Linked DNA regions of Rattus norvegicus: regions 1 and 2 are each linked to region 3. Evidence: chromatin contacts called from public Hi-C data. All regions are on one chromosome and are shown on one strand. The core of a region is the stretch at or near the end of the contact, and the rest is flanking DNA. Distances in the headings are between cores, read along the strand shown.

Evidence for each region. Hi-C and Micro-C count contacts between places; a contact is called where the count stands out from the background.
Region 1: a Hi-C map of the A7r5 cell line shows a contact between it and region 3, with 4 times the contacts expected there. The contact joins two enhancer-like sites. A contact is called at or near these places in 7 of 12 Hi-C or Micro-C datasets (the A7r5 cell line, frontal cortex, hepatocytes and 4 more) and 1 of 1 datasets of contacts at active chromatin or transcription factors (oligodendrocytes).
Region 2: a Hi-C map of the A7r5 cell line shows a contact between it and region 3, with 4 times the contacts expected there. The contact joins the promoter of C13h1orf105 here to the enhancer-like site in region 3. A contact is called at or near these places in 3 of 12 Hi-C or Micro-C datasets (the A7r5 cell line, Schwann cells and mammary epithelial cells).

The regions. Positions count from the first base shown.
Region 1 is chr13:76,904,703-76,909,313 of GRCr8, reverse strand. All of the region lies in intron 20 of Dnm3 (dynamin 3), which reads left to right. LOC102554129 (a long non-coding RNA gene) reads right to left here. Exons shown (of 4, transcript XR_010057247.1): 2 at 1-4,571. Among named protein-coding and RNA genes, the nearest start is that of C13h1orf105, 17 kb to the right of the region's middle. Within about 2 kb of position 1,808, at least 55 of the 93 cell types and tissues checked have an H3K27ac peak or open chromatin away from gene starts, as enhancers often do. A contact at or near this core is called in the A7r5 cell line, where this site is marked.
Region 2 is chr13:76,888,087-76,892,938 of GRCr8, reverse strand. It overlaps C13h1orf105 (similar to human chromosome 1 open reading frame 105), which reads left to right and starts at 3,344. Exons shown (of 8, transcript NM_001014130.1): 1 at 3,344-3,484. The coding sequence starts at 3,464. It also overlaps a transcript of Dnm3 not described here.
Region 3 is chr13:77,213,973-77,219,033 of GRCr8, reverse strand. It overlaps Dnm3 (dynamin 3), which reads left to right. Exons shown (of 21, transcript NM_138538.2): 5 at 2,951-3,049; 6 at 3,621-3,781. Among named protein-coding and RNA genes, the nearest start is that of Mir3120, 95 kb to the right of the region's middle. Within about 2 kb of position 2,218, at least 8 of the 93 cell types and tissues checked have an H3K27ac peak or open chromatin away from gene starts, as enhancers often do. A contact at or near this core is called in the A7r5 cell line, where this site is marked.

The DNA of each region.
Region 1 (4,611 bases), core at 559-3,058, 310 kb after region 3:
TACTATTTAATACTTGAAAGCCAGTATAAGAATCTTTAACCTTTAAAACGTGACTGTCTTTGAACAAGCATATTGAGGGTTCTCGAGTTTTCTTAAAAGCACAATCTTACTGCTTTTGCTCTTTTCACTCAAGACCCTTTCTCTGTGAGTCTATCTGGCACATACTGTTAATTCAGTCTTCTAGGTGAGGGGACAGTACCTGGAGGCACTCCTGCTGGTACTACTTATCAATCCTACTGTTCTGTTTCCTAGTCCCCTTCCCTGCAGAGTGGGGAATTTCAGTAAAAGTGTCAAGAGCCACAAGGAACCTCGGCAGTGTCCACATGCTTCATGCTCTCCCTGGCCCTTGGCAGTTTTCATTTAATATGCTGGGGGAGGGGGTCATGGTAATTTGCATATTTTACTTTTTCCCTCTGCAGAATCTATAATACTATTGGTTAAAATTAAAGCATATCTTCAAGTGTAATGATGAGACTAGGGAAGACAGAATAGTCGTGTCTCTTGTTCAGAAGGCAAGGTTAAATTGGAAAAAACGGGGGCTTAGGAGCACCCCTTTTACTGCAACCCCCTTGGAGCCCCCCTCCCTTTCTCTCTCTAGTCCCACACACCATTCTCTAGAGCAGCCTTTCGCTAGTTACTTATGGTGGACACCTGCCTTCTAGCTGTGTTTGGCAGGCCAGCAGGATGAGGTAATAATCAGAAGAGAATGTTCTAGTTCTCTGGCCTCCTCCACGTACAGCCTTACTCAAAACAGCTCTCTGCGGGTGAGAGCAGAGTGGCTTGGAGATCCCTCTGCCTAACGTTCTGTGGAGGCCTGAAAGAACAATGGGAATATAAATGTTATCTACCTTGGCCCATCCTTTCAAACCGTTTACTTACAGATGTGCAGGGAAACCAGAGCCTCGCATTTATAAACACTTCGCCCCTATTTTCTCCGAGCCCAGCCGTCATCTTAAGCACTCTTCTCCCTGTGTGCTCTCTTTTTTTCCTAAGAGCATATTTTGTGAAGGATTTCTCCAGGGCAATGGCAGTCTTTGTAAGACAGACGCCCAAAGGACATATGGTTTCCATACATTTTCTGTCTAGACTGGCTCTATTTAGTGCCTCTTGGTCTGAACTGGTCTAGTTAAAGTTTGTGCAGGAGCTTGTATAAAACTTTTAGATGTGGGCATACCATCAAGGTGTAAAACAAAAACTTTGCCTTCATATTGGCAAGAGAATAGAAGGGGTCGGGTCACTGGGTGCTTTCCTTCAGGTGAAGTTGTTCTATCATGTTGAACGTCCGCTCACCCACCTCCAAACACTGCCCAGAATACAGGGTAGCTCTCAGTCTATAAACTCCTCACTGTTTTCTTGAGTAAATTGTTCATTGTGCGTGCGTGCGTGCGTGCGTGCGTGCGTGCGTGCGTGCGTGCGTACACGTGCACGCGCGAGCTTGTGTGTTTGAAAGCTCTAATTCCTTCTTTACATGGCCCAGAGGACCTATGATTTCTTGCCCTTTTAGCACCAATTTTTACAAACACAGCATTTTTCTGACTTGAAGGAGAAGAGAAAACCACCCAACAAGCCACTGAGTAAGGGACTTAGCCATTTGGCATTTCGGTAGCTCCTTCAACCAACAATGAAAATTCTGTTTTAAAATGTGGTTTCTGAGCCAGTGTTCAAGGCTGCTCTAGAAACAATAAGATCCTTTCAGAAGGAAAGAATAACTTCTAGGCTTGCCCAGAAGTCAGCTTCGCTCCCTTCTCTTGCGAGAGCCCCAGCCCTGCCTGTTTAACTGCTTCACAGCTACAGGCTCATGGCAAGGAGACACTGTGGGACACTGCACGTGTCCCTCCTCCCCCAAGTGCTGTCGCTTGGCCTCTGAGCATGTAACTGGTCTTCCTCCTCACGTATTTGTTCACTGGCATGGCAGCTCAAAAACAATGCCCCTCTGTTTTGTTTTGTTTTGTTTTTTTCTTTTGTTTTGGTTTTTTTAAATGTTGAGCTTCAAAGGTATATTAGAGCTCCCCCTGCTGGATGTTTTTGAGAATACTGTTGTGTAAGCCAACAGTACACTGCAATTCTTTGTCTCCAATTTTTGCCATTGAAAGGGCAAAAAAGTACTGTGTGGTGCACTTAAAACTGGCCTTTGACTCAGCAGGTGTCGTTTGGCAGGAGGGAAATATTGCTACAGCCTTGTCCTTTCTAAATCTTCAGACTCTGTGCATTTATTTTGTAACGGTAAAGCAATTTTTCAAAAAGAATTTGCCTGCTCACAGCTACCCTCTCTGAACCAGTTACACAGTTACTCTCTCTGAAAGTACCCCCTTCCTTGTCCTATACCAATGCCTGGAAGGCAAGAAGCTCTCTCTCTCTCATCTTTCTTAAAGCGGAAGTGAGTGAAGGTGCAGACTGCTGTCTTTTCCTTCCTTGCTCCTGCCCTTTCTTTTCCATGACTTCAGAGACAGGGGATTGCATACCCTGGAAGTAGAAACCTCCACTTGGGATAGCTGCTTCTGGGCACCTCCTTCAGAACCTCACTTCCTTCCTTTGGATGTTAAAGTCAGGTCCTCCCTCTCCTGGAGCCTGAGGTGGGAGGGAGATGAGGGCCCGGAAGAGAAGGGAAGAGGAGACAGAGTCAGAAGGAAGATTTTTAGTCCCTACTATTAATGGGAGTGGGCTCTACAGTACAAAGTCCCAAAGGGGGGAGGAGAAGATTCTAAGGAATAGGAGAAAGAGGAGGATGGGGGGGATAAATTTACTGTAAGGAATGCCATGCCACCTAACTTAATTCAGTGGCGATATGCTGCAAAATGCCCTAGCCCTGTTTTCTCAGGCTCTGTTCTTAAGTCTACTTCTCTCCGCCTTCTTCAGCCCCTTCTTTTCCTCGCCTTACCTGTTGCTAGTGATGTAGTTCAGAGGCCACTGTAGAAAATAAAATATCACATCTAGTCTTGTAAACACCACAGTTTCATACAACTAAAGGTTCTCTAGGTCGTTTCCTCATTTGATCAGGTCAAAACAAGTCACTGGTTGCTTGTGACAAAGGGTGGGTGACACTTCATTTTCTAAATAGCAGCACTTGTCCCGGCTTGCTTTCTTTGTAGGCATCCATTCCTATTCCTGGAGTGTCAGATCTGCAACTTCCCAACTTCCCGTGTTCTAGAATCACGCCCCACCCCCAACCCCCTCTCTCTGTCTCATGCGCACGCGTGCGCACACACCAACTCTAGGCTAGGACTCCAGGTGTCCCTGCCACTCTCCTAGCAGACCTTATGTGAGCATTTACCTGCTGTTGTCACGGCTCGCCTGACTCTGTCCTAACAAGAAAGCCTTCCAGAAAGTAGCAATCTTTATGTCCATATCCCTGTTAACATCCTGCCCTGTAACGCACACCAGGGAAGAAAAAATGCAAAATGAGTTGACCTGCAATGCTTAATCAAAACTTACTTTGGACGCTGGCCCCCAAACCGTGTATTTTACAAACCAATATAAATACATTTTTATTTTCGGTCTACTGAAAGAATTCGGGTCACTGCTGTTGTAAAATGCCTTTCCAACATCTTCAACTGAGACAGAGTTAGTGTGAGAGGGATATCAGCATCATAGCTGTGAGGGAAAGCTACATCAGATCTACTGAGCAAGCTACATAAACATTAGCACAGTTCATTTTATTTCTATTTACTCCAGAGACTAAGTATTCAATTAGTACAAGTTAATGTCATCAAATAAAGATTGTGAAGAGTTTTCTCCTCATGTGCTCATTTCAAGTCCAACAACCTGATTCACGTTTTCCATGTATATTAGTGTGTGTATGTATGTATATATGTATATATGCATTTACGTATGTATATATACATATATATTATAAAAGGGCTTATTTTTACGGGGGACTGTATGTCACTTCTCGTATTTAGTGAGTGATCCAATCTTTTTTTTTTTTTTTAAATTTATTCATTTATTATATATAAGCACACTGCAGCTGTCTTCAGACACACCAGAAGAGGGCATCGGATCTCTTTACAGATGGTTGTGAGCCACCATGTGGTTGCTGGGAATTGAACTCATGACCTCTGGAAGAGCAGTCGGGTGCTCTTAACCGCTGAGCCATCTCTCCAGCCCCGAGTGATCCAATCTTTAGACCCAATTTTGTGTACGCTCATACACCTACTACAAACAGCTCTTGGACAATGAGCTTGATGACGTTCCTCAAGCCACAAAAGGCAAACTCTGTGCCACAGAGCAAGTGCCTGTATTACTGTCTACAATAAAATAATAAAGTATCTTCCATTTGAACAAAGTCCTGAGCATCACAACATTTTCCTGAGTTGAGCCCAACTCCATATAAATATACAATACTTACTTTAAAAATTGCCAAAATAATCTAAATATAAGTGGATTACCTGCACCTAAAACACTGCATCCTGCAATTGCTGTCTAGCATGAACATTCAGAGGAGGGTGTGAGCTTCTGGCCTGTCGTTGCCTTGCCATTTCCTTCAGAGGCATACTCCCGTCTGTTAGACTCACGCACGCAGTCAGTCATGATCTCCAAATCTTCACCCTGTCCCCATCAAGTGCCAAGCTGTGCTATAAGAAAAAGTGTAAGAGGAGCGCTCACTCCAGGGTG
Region 2 (4,852 bases), core at 2,095-4,594, 330 kb after region 3:
AAAAGTTATGTGTAATACTGACCCTAATTCACCCGAATTTGATTGCAAGGAATTATACTTCCATGGGGCGTCATGGTAATACTTTTGAATGGGCACTAATGTCTCATGCTGATGGTGCCCAGAGTTGGGGAGGGTGCTGGGGAGGGTGTATCAGGCAGGTCCTAATGGCTGCTAACTTTGCCTCCTGACGTGCTTTCACTTCTGCATGCATGCATGCCTGGTCATTTGCTTTGTTTTGGAGTTTTTTGTTTTGTTTTTTGTCTGTTTTGGTTTCTTTTTCTGACTTGAATTAGACTTTTGTGGGATATTTTTTTGCATGCTATTATCTGGACTTATTTTATACTTTAAACATTGTCTTCTTCCTCTACCTCTGTGTTTTTCTTTTTTGTTGTTATTTCGTTTTTTGTTTTGACTAGGAGACCCCCTCCTGCAGTTCCAGGCCGACCATCCTAACCCCATCACCTAGTCATCTCCTTTTGTTTAACAGCATATCTACCCATGCTATTAAAAAAAAAAAAAAAAAAAACTTCTGTTTGCACCATATGTCACGTGTACATAAAAACTTTTATTTTTGATCTATGTCTTTAATTAAAAAAATAAAGTATTCTATATTTTAAAAATTACATGTGTTCCATTTCTTTTCCTATCGAATAAAGTCTCAAGTTAAAAACAATACACTTATTAGAGCCAGGTAAGGCGAAATTCATTTATCTAGCTTTTTTTTCCGCTAATGAATATTTTAAGACAGGGTTTCAGGCAGCCAAGGCTGGCCTTGAACTCCTGATTCTGTATCCACCCGCAAAGAGCTGAAGTTATCATGTAACACCATACATAGCCCCTGAAATGTAGAGTTTACTATATTAGGAGCTGAAAGGGAAAAATTTACATTACACTGTGATTTCAGATACTCGTTGACAGAGAACGATACTGTACTGAATTAAATAAAAAATTAATGAAATTTCTTTCAACGGAATACAAAGAAAGAGAGAAAGAAAGAAAAGAATTAACATTTAGAATCTAGAAAGTCTGAATCCTTTCAACCTGCCTCCAGAAATCTCATCAAAGTTATTACTGCACCAAAATATTATTTTCCTAAAACTAATATAGGAGATTTTTAAAAAAAATTGAATATTACAGAAGAAACTGTAGGTCTGAAACGCATAAACTCACATATTCTGTTTGGCAAATTTTGGGGTTAAGAAGAAAAATCATGCTGCTTAAAATACATGCGCGACACAGAATGGAAATGTTGGCACCTCGGGCAATTTCTTCAAGATGTCGGTAAAACGCCAAAGAGAGTGGATAAGTAGAAGCTTGAGGGAAGAGGAAACTTTTTAATGCATCAGTCCTTAAAATAATAACAGCATTAAAATTTTAGGCCATAGGTCCTTCTTTTTTACTATTGCCCCCCTCACCCGCAGGAAATTAATACGAGCAGAGCGCTTACTTTTAAAGTGATAGAGTGCATTCGGCCAGTTGTGTGGCAGCTTTGCCAACGGCTTCTTATTTAATTTGTGATTTTCTGTTTTAGAGATGTACTTGGACCGAGTTTGGGTTGAGAAGGAGCTGTCTCTTCTCGGATGAGGGCCCTTGTGAAAACGCCCCATTTCACTCTTTAAAACAGAACACTACACATCAAGAGAGCAAACTAGTCTCCAGGACTCCATGTTCCCTTTACTTCACTAGGGTCCCATTTACATTTGACCCGGGGGAGTCCTGGCGCAGGAAGGCATGGAGACAATCTGGGCAGGACCTCCTTATTCTAAAAAAGAAGACCCCGTATCATTAAAACCATCTTCTCTGGATCACGAAAGCCACTTAAATAAGTTTTAAGAATTAAATTCTCCACTCAAAAATGTAAGCCAGCTTCTCGTGTTTCAAGTCGCATACCCTGGGTTACCTCCCTTCTGCTACATCCAAGGTTGGTTAATGAACAGGGTTACTGGCGAAGATGATGAAGACTGCAAACCAAGGCATTCAGCTGGCTTTCCTGTAACCCAGGGCGACTGAACTGGTGTGAAATACAGACTGTGCTCCTTTTGCCTTTCCCTTACCCTCAGTCATCATTTGACATGCATGTATGTATGTATGTGTAGATTCTCTCATGTGTGCATCTGTATATGAACTCACATAGGCCAGAGGACATCCTAGTATCCCACTCTATCCTTCCCTACCCTATTCCTTTCATTCAGGGTTTCTCACTGAACTTGGAGCTAGGCTGGTGGTCAACAAGGCCCAAGGATCCTCCTGTCTCTGCCCTACACAGCCCTGGGGTTCCATGCACACCTGGCTTTTTACATGGGTGCTCAGATAGGACCTTATGTTCTCATGTTCCTGCAGCAAATAATGTTAGACACTGAACCATCTTTCCAGCCCCTTGAATTTTACAATATCTTTACTAGATAGATCCTTACACCAGCAGGGTTTTATAGCCCTTGGCCAAGCAAAGTGTTGCCAGTGCAAGCAAGAGTTTGCTCCCAGGTGACTTTTTTTCAAGTCCTTGGTATTTTTTTCACTTTGTCTAAAATTTAAATGCACACCTACTTTTACCTGGTACTTAACATAATCTGGACATGTACAATTTGAATTGACCTGGTGAACAAGAAGAAAGTGAAATTCCAACTATATCAAACTGAAATGGCCTTAGTCTCCCGAAGTTTTATAGACAAGAAAAACAGAGGGAGTCTGGTGGGAGGAGAAGAGACTGGAATAGAAGTAAATGCTCCGATGAGACACTGGCCTGTGGTTACTGCATATGGTTTTTATTTCTTTCATAATATACACTTCCTCAACCATCGCTAACTTTCTGTCCTCACCTCTACCTTCACACTCCGCGTGTGACAGAGGAGAAAAGGTAGTACCACAGTCTTCAAGATGGACTGTAACTCAGGATGGTCAAGAGGAGTCAGTGCTTCTTTTAAAAGCCACCATATTCCCTACATAGCCATCTCTATGTATCAGATGTCTCTGGGATTCATAATAGTATCTTAGTCAGCAGGAGTACCAGAGAAGTACCAGAACCAGAAGCAGCTTGTAAAATAACCAAATAAGCAGTTATCGCATATTGTTATGATAAGAAAAAAAGCTTGGTCATCTTCCTGGGGGAAAGCATTAAGGACTCAAGTGCTGATGCAGCTAGCTGAGATCTTGACAGCATTAATCCATTTGCTCCAACCATGACCTAATGTTCCAGAAGGTAGCAATTGTGATGTCTGACAAAGAGACAATGGAATGCGTCCCGGCCAATCAAAACCCAAAGTGCTCCTTCCTAATAGAATACATGCTGCAAGATTCTGAATCATTCAAGTGTCGGAGACAGGCATCCTGGTACTGAAAGCATGGGGGGCTCTCCCACCTGCTTCGGTGTCTAACCAAGAGGTACCGCTGCAGTCTCCTCTTGACAGCACAGAGAGGTGTCTGTGCTCTCCAGTTCCTTGCTCAAAAAGCCGAGAACGCCTGAGAGATGGAGAAGAGAGAGCTAAAGGTAGGAATAATTAGACCTTCTAAGAGCAATAGCTCTCCTGAAGCTTCACCACTAAATAAATGTATGTCAACCTCAGGAAACATAAGTGCAAACAGGATTTCAGTCCAAGCTTGGGTGAACCCATCGCTCTGGGCCCGAGTAGAGGTAAGAGATCATTATCCTATGCCAAAGCGTGTTAATGTGTCTATACTGCTAATGGTACGTAGGTGCTTCATAAGATACACTTTCTCAACTAACTCATTAACTCTTCATTCCAACCTTCATCTTCCAATGTGGAGGGCAGGAGACAAAGAGAAGGAGGGACAGGGAACAACATACGTCCCTCCATGGCATGTCCCATGATTCTCTCCCCTACTCTTCATCACCTTCTAATAAGGCCATCAATTATGAACCTGTCTAGGATTAGCCCAGCTGACATCCAGGCACAGGATTCCCACATGAGCCTGTAGGGACACTTCCTGTTCAAACCATAACTATGAGGAAAGCACTGCTGTGAATGTACAGGCTAAGACATTTTAATGAGTGTGATAGACGCCAAGGCTCCATCTTATAACTCAACAAACAAGGACGATATAAATAAGGATGGATGCTTGCCCAACTATAAATCCATTTCTGTCTTTAGATGAACCACGCAGGGAGTTAAGATTGCTAAAAACGGAGGCCAGTAGAGATGCTATATAAACATGATCACCACACTTCCAATCCTCACAGCCCACATGAAAAAGATCCAGAAGCCCAACACAATGGAAGCAGTAACAATCCCTCTGGGGCTTGCAGGCCAGCTGGTACAGCCAACGTGTAAACCCTAGATCAGTGAGAAACCTGCTTTAAAAAGTTAGAGCCAACAGGCAGCCGTGGCACATAGCTTTAATCCTGGTGCTCGGGAAGCAGAGAGGCAAGGGAATCTCTGAGTTCAAGGCCAGCCAGGTCTACAGAGCAAGTTTCAGGACAGCCAGGGATAGACAGAGAAACCCTGTCTCAATCGTCGTCGTCGTCGTCGTCGTCGTCATCATCATCATCATCATGAGAAAAAGACAGCCTACATTGAGCCTTGGCTTCTACGTGTACATGCAGCATACACACATACAAAGCTGACTGAAAAGAAAAACAACTCTGCACTCTCCATATTTTAACTGGAGTCCGTGTGTGAAGAAACCACAGTGAACTTAGACCACTGCGCCATGAAATGCCCCCCACATTGGAAGGGCACAGCCAGCTGCCTTCACACCATACGATCTACCTGCTATCCTCATGGACGCTGTGGCCTAAGACTGCAAGCCACCATTCCGTTACAATATCATCAACGCCTTAAGATCAAACAAAAGCTAGGGCAATCAACAGGTGGCAGGCTGCAGGTGAGGTAAATCT
Region 3 (5,061 bases), core at 969-3,468:
AGCGAACTCCAGCTCCACGGGTAGAGGCTGTGTCCCCAGGCAAGTGTATTTTCCTCTCACTCTGCCTCAACCTGTGTCATTGTATCTCATATGGTTTTTGTTTCGAGTTCCTAATGAGACTGGCACAGGATCAGGGATCGACAATGTGTTTTGTTTTATGCAGGTCTTTAAATTCCCAGGGGCTTGCCTGGGAAGCCTTTGAAATCTCCTTTGACAATGGCTTTTTGAGATCCATCAATTCAGGCCTTGCCTCTGCCAGCAGGAGTTTATTCATTGATTATTTTAAGCTGCCTATTTGCAGAACCAAATGTGAAGAAAAAGAAAATAGGCCTCTTCTCCATTTCTGGTATGCTACCTCACTGAGAGAGGACTGGGCTGCCTTTGCAGAAGTACAGTAGGAAAGAGATGCTTTATGACTAGTTTTTAAAAATTAAAATTATACATACATATTCCTTAAAGTCACACACATACATACACATTTAAGATATATTTATTATATTACATATTAATATTACATATTATATCGCATATATACATATATTTATATTTGGCTCCATCCCTCCTGATTCCTGATTCCCTGTTCCCGGAAGTACCCACTCAACCTACATAGCTGTTGCGGTTGGTATTTGCGTCCCTGTCTCTAATGTAATAGGCTCACAGTGCTGCTTCTCGGAATTTAAAAGCTTTGCACTTTTATTTGACTTTGTAGAGCGGAGGAAGAAAACCTAAAAGTCACTCTTCCATATCTAAGTGCACTTGAACAGAGGTGCATATTTGATTCCAAACCCAAAAGAAGAAGGGAGGAGGAGGTATAAAGCCATACTGAGTCATTTTATATTTACTTAAAAATTACATATAATATATGCATATATGTTTAATTAAAATTATGACGTTTCAGGGGACAGCGCTCCTCCCCAGAACTATTGACTATCCAACAAAAACCTCAGTGGCAGGCATGAAAAACCCTTTGAGTTAATGGAGTGGGAGTTCAAGAGACCTCCTCCCCCAAAAACCAATATAGGCTATTGCCATTGGCCTTGGTGGCTTCCCGTAAAAAGGGGTGCAACCCTACTGCAGAAGATAGCACAGGGCTCCTGGTTCTCACTTCTTCAAATCACTCCCTTGTTTTGTAGGGTACACACTTTACAAGGTACCTAAAAAAATAAAAGGAGCTTAGATATTCTTGGATTTTGTGAGACTGTAGTAAGATTTTTTCCCCACTCTGTCACATTTATTGATAAATGAGACCCTAGGTTATTTTTTTCCTTCTGAATTTTGAAACAATTTCTCTGTTGCTTTTGGGTTTCCAGTTTGCTTCTGGGAAGAATGAGATGGTTGTGACTCCCGACCGTTTCCATGCGGCTTCCTTTTTAAACTCATCTGGCAGAATTTCTGGAACATTCTGTTTCTAGTGGTTTGAAATCTGACACTGATGTGACAAATTGCTTATGTTCTCACTTCGTGCTGGGCACTCAATTTCTAAAATCATACCTTTCACTTCTGGGACATTTTTCTTGAATAGGATCTTCTCAACCCCAGACTGTTTCGGCACGGGCTCTCCTCTCTGGGACACTAATTGTGCAGGCATCCTGTCTTCATAGGCATTTGTTTCGTTTTTAAAGGTATTTTTTTTTCTGGGTGATTCACCAACCACATCTTCTGACCGCTGTGCTAACATTTTCACCTCCACTTTATCTGAGCGTTTCTACGGTGTTCGGTTCTTTACGAACCAAAGGCTTCTTTTGCTGCAAGGATACTAATAAAAACAATGAAAATTCCTGTCTCGTTCATCCTTTGCCTTGTGTGTGTAACTTGGAAAGTCACAATGCTACATGACAACTCTTTTCATTCATGGTGGGATGCATATGCACGAGAGTGGTCTTGTGAGATTGTTATGGCACTTTAAGATTCTTAGGGCCCAGTGACATCATCATCTTCAAAATACCACAGTGAAATGCCTTCCTCATGTTTGTGGTGATTCTGCTGTGAATATGCCTAGTCCTCTATCAGTGTAAGGAGGGTAGCACGCGTTTGATCACCTATGCACAGAAAGCTTTGTCATAGTATGACTGGGTCACTGATTTATTTACTAAGAGCTACTGTCTTTCTCCTCCTAGTGATGACAGGGGCTGGGTTATAGCTCAGCTGGTAGGGCGCATGCCTTGCCTCACAATTCCTGAGTTTGAGCTCCAGAACTCACATGCAAAAGGCCAGGCATAGTGTTGTGTGCCTGCCAGCCCAGCGCTGAGAAAGCAGAGACAAATGCATTCCTGGGACTTGCAGCCTGACTAGCTCAGCCTACTTAGTTCTAGGCCAACAAGAGAGCTTATTGGTAGAGAAAAAGAGGGGAGGGTCAATGATGCCTGAAGAGCAATACCTGAGGTTGTTTCTGGATGTCCACTTGCGTGCACACGCACGAATGTGCACACCCCTACACACATGTGCATGCACATATATCAAGTATAAAACCTTATCCCACCTTAGGCTGGCTGCAGTCTCACATCTCAGGCTAGTTGTGTCTCTTGCTTATATTGGGAGGCCCAATTGAGATACTACACCATGCCACTTACTTTACATAAATATATTCTACGATGATTGCATCAAAAACTGTGATGAATTCTACACACAACACATCTCTCAGAATACATCCCTGTGATCAAGTGAGACATGGCTATATTTAGATGTACTTTTGTGACTCAGCTGATTTTCTCTCTTGGATGGAAATTATTTCCTGGATAAGTGGGTTTGTAAGCCCCCATCCCCCTTATTACACAGATAATCAGCAGGCATGTGTGACCGCAGACTGGAAGCAAAGAGAGCCATAGAGAAACAGGGATGCGAAGGGCCTGGATTATGAGCCTTACATGTAGCGCTGGGACACTTGAGCCCCTAGAATTGGTTAGGTTTTTTGCAAACTGTATGGTGAGAATTGTGCTTGTTTCTGATCCAGGCCTGAGGACCATTGGCGTTATCACCAAGCTGGATCTCATGGATGAAGGGACGGATGCCAGGGATGTACTAGAGAACAAGCTGCTACCTCTCCGCAGGGGTAAGGTACCGCGCTTTCTCCCCGCCTGCCTTTGATAACATGGCAGAGAAATGACGGGCAAGCCACAGGGAAGCTTGGCTCTACTGCTTCCTCTGTTAAAAGGGAATGACTTATTGTTGGCTATACTTCATATGGAATGGCACACTGCTCCCAAGTGTTGTATTAAAGAACATTTCAGGAAGAGAACTATGTCTTAAAATAACAGGAATCGGAAAACGGGAAAGGAAGGAGCTCAAAGGAAGGTTATAAATATCCATCCTAGGCTACATAAATACACACTGTTTTGTATTGAGTATATTTACTTGCCTGCTATGTGATACAAGAGGTGAGATATAGTTCCTTAAAGCATGCAAAGCTCTAAAAGGTGAGGGATAGTATCCTGTCGATGTCAACAATCTATCAATAGCCAAACCAATGGCATTTATTGAACAGCGAGGTCTTGGATGGAATGTTGTCGGAAGACACAGACTTTAGGCCTTAAAACTAATTTTGCCTGTTAGAGAGCCTTGACATTTCTCTGAATGAAATGGCAGGAAGTGTGCCAAACCCCATGGTTTGTATTTCGTTTCAGGCTATGTGGGGGTGGTCAACCGAAGCCAGAAGGACATAGATGGAAAGAAGGACATTAAGGCAGCTATGCTGGCAGAAAGGAAATTTTTTCTCTCTCATCCAGCATATAGACACATTGCTGATCGGATGGGGACCCCACACCTCCAGAAGGTCCTGAATCAGGTAAAATTATTTTTTTAAGCAGTAAGTGTAATTATGAAAGGTGTAGATTACCAGAATGAACATTTCTTATTATAAAATTTTATTTTGTCCAGGTTAAGATTCACTCTGCTTTTAATAATTTTCAACATTAATCGTTTAGATCCACACTCTTACCATTCTCAAGGAATCCGCCTCACTATCCAAAGAAAAACCACACTGATTTAGGAGCAGTAAACAGGCGACACACACGTGAGCATGTATCCACTCACAGTACTCAGCATCTTAAGCTAAACATACACAGATCTGACAGGGTAGCCTTTTAGGATCTGTTTCAATGTCCAGCTGTGATGGTTATGTTAGATTCTTCCATTAACTGTTTCATAGTTTTATTAAATCTTTATTGGTTTTTTAATTTAAAATATTGAAGCAATAAATCTTGATGAAGTAATCATTGATTTCCACTAACCTAAAACATCTTTTCCAGATAACACACTTACTCCAAATCTATTTATTTGGAGTTGGCATTCGGCCTACCCTCTTCTCTGCATCACATACATCATTCCCATAAGCCCTCAGTCCACTTGCTTACACATCTTCTCTCCATAAGGGAATTGAACATCTTGGCAAGCATGGGTAGTCATTGAAAACAGGCTTCCTTCTTGAGTTTCCATTGCATTGACTTACATTCTGAGTTGCTTCTGTCACAAATATCCTAACAGTTTCTATATGAACTCTTCTTTATGAATGTGGTCTGCCAATGAGTCAGTCATGAATGTCCTGATTGTTGGCTCCTTGGTGGAATCAGAGGAAGTTGTCATGGTAACAGTAGCTGATACTGTGTCTGGACTACTTGGGTAAAACAACTGAGAAAGTTTTAGAAAATAAAGACCAGTAGTATACATTTAAGTGATGTAACAGACCACCATAAAATTCATGCTTTTTAATGAAGGGGAAATGAGCATTTAGAAGCCACGAGGCAGCATTTGGCTGTATCATTTAAGACACCAGTACATTCTGAACAGCTACACAAGTTGGCCATGTAATAACCACAGTATTCTTCTACCAGTGTAGCCAGTGTTAGTAACATTTCCTATGTTACTGTTTCCATGCTCCTATTGGCGTAAGTAAACTAGAAACAGAATGAAAGCTATCTTAGGGAAAAATCTACTAATATGCTAAGAAATTCAAAGTTAGAAATAAAAAAAGGTTTTGAATAGTAGAAACCCTGAAGGGCATGATTCACCCATTTCGGTTGCCAATGGTCACTAAGTCAGGACATAATTGGATTCTCATTGGATGAA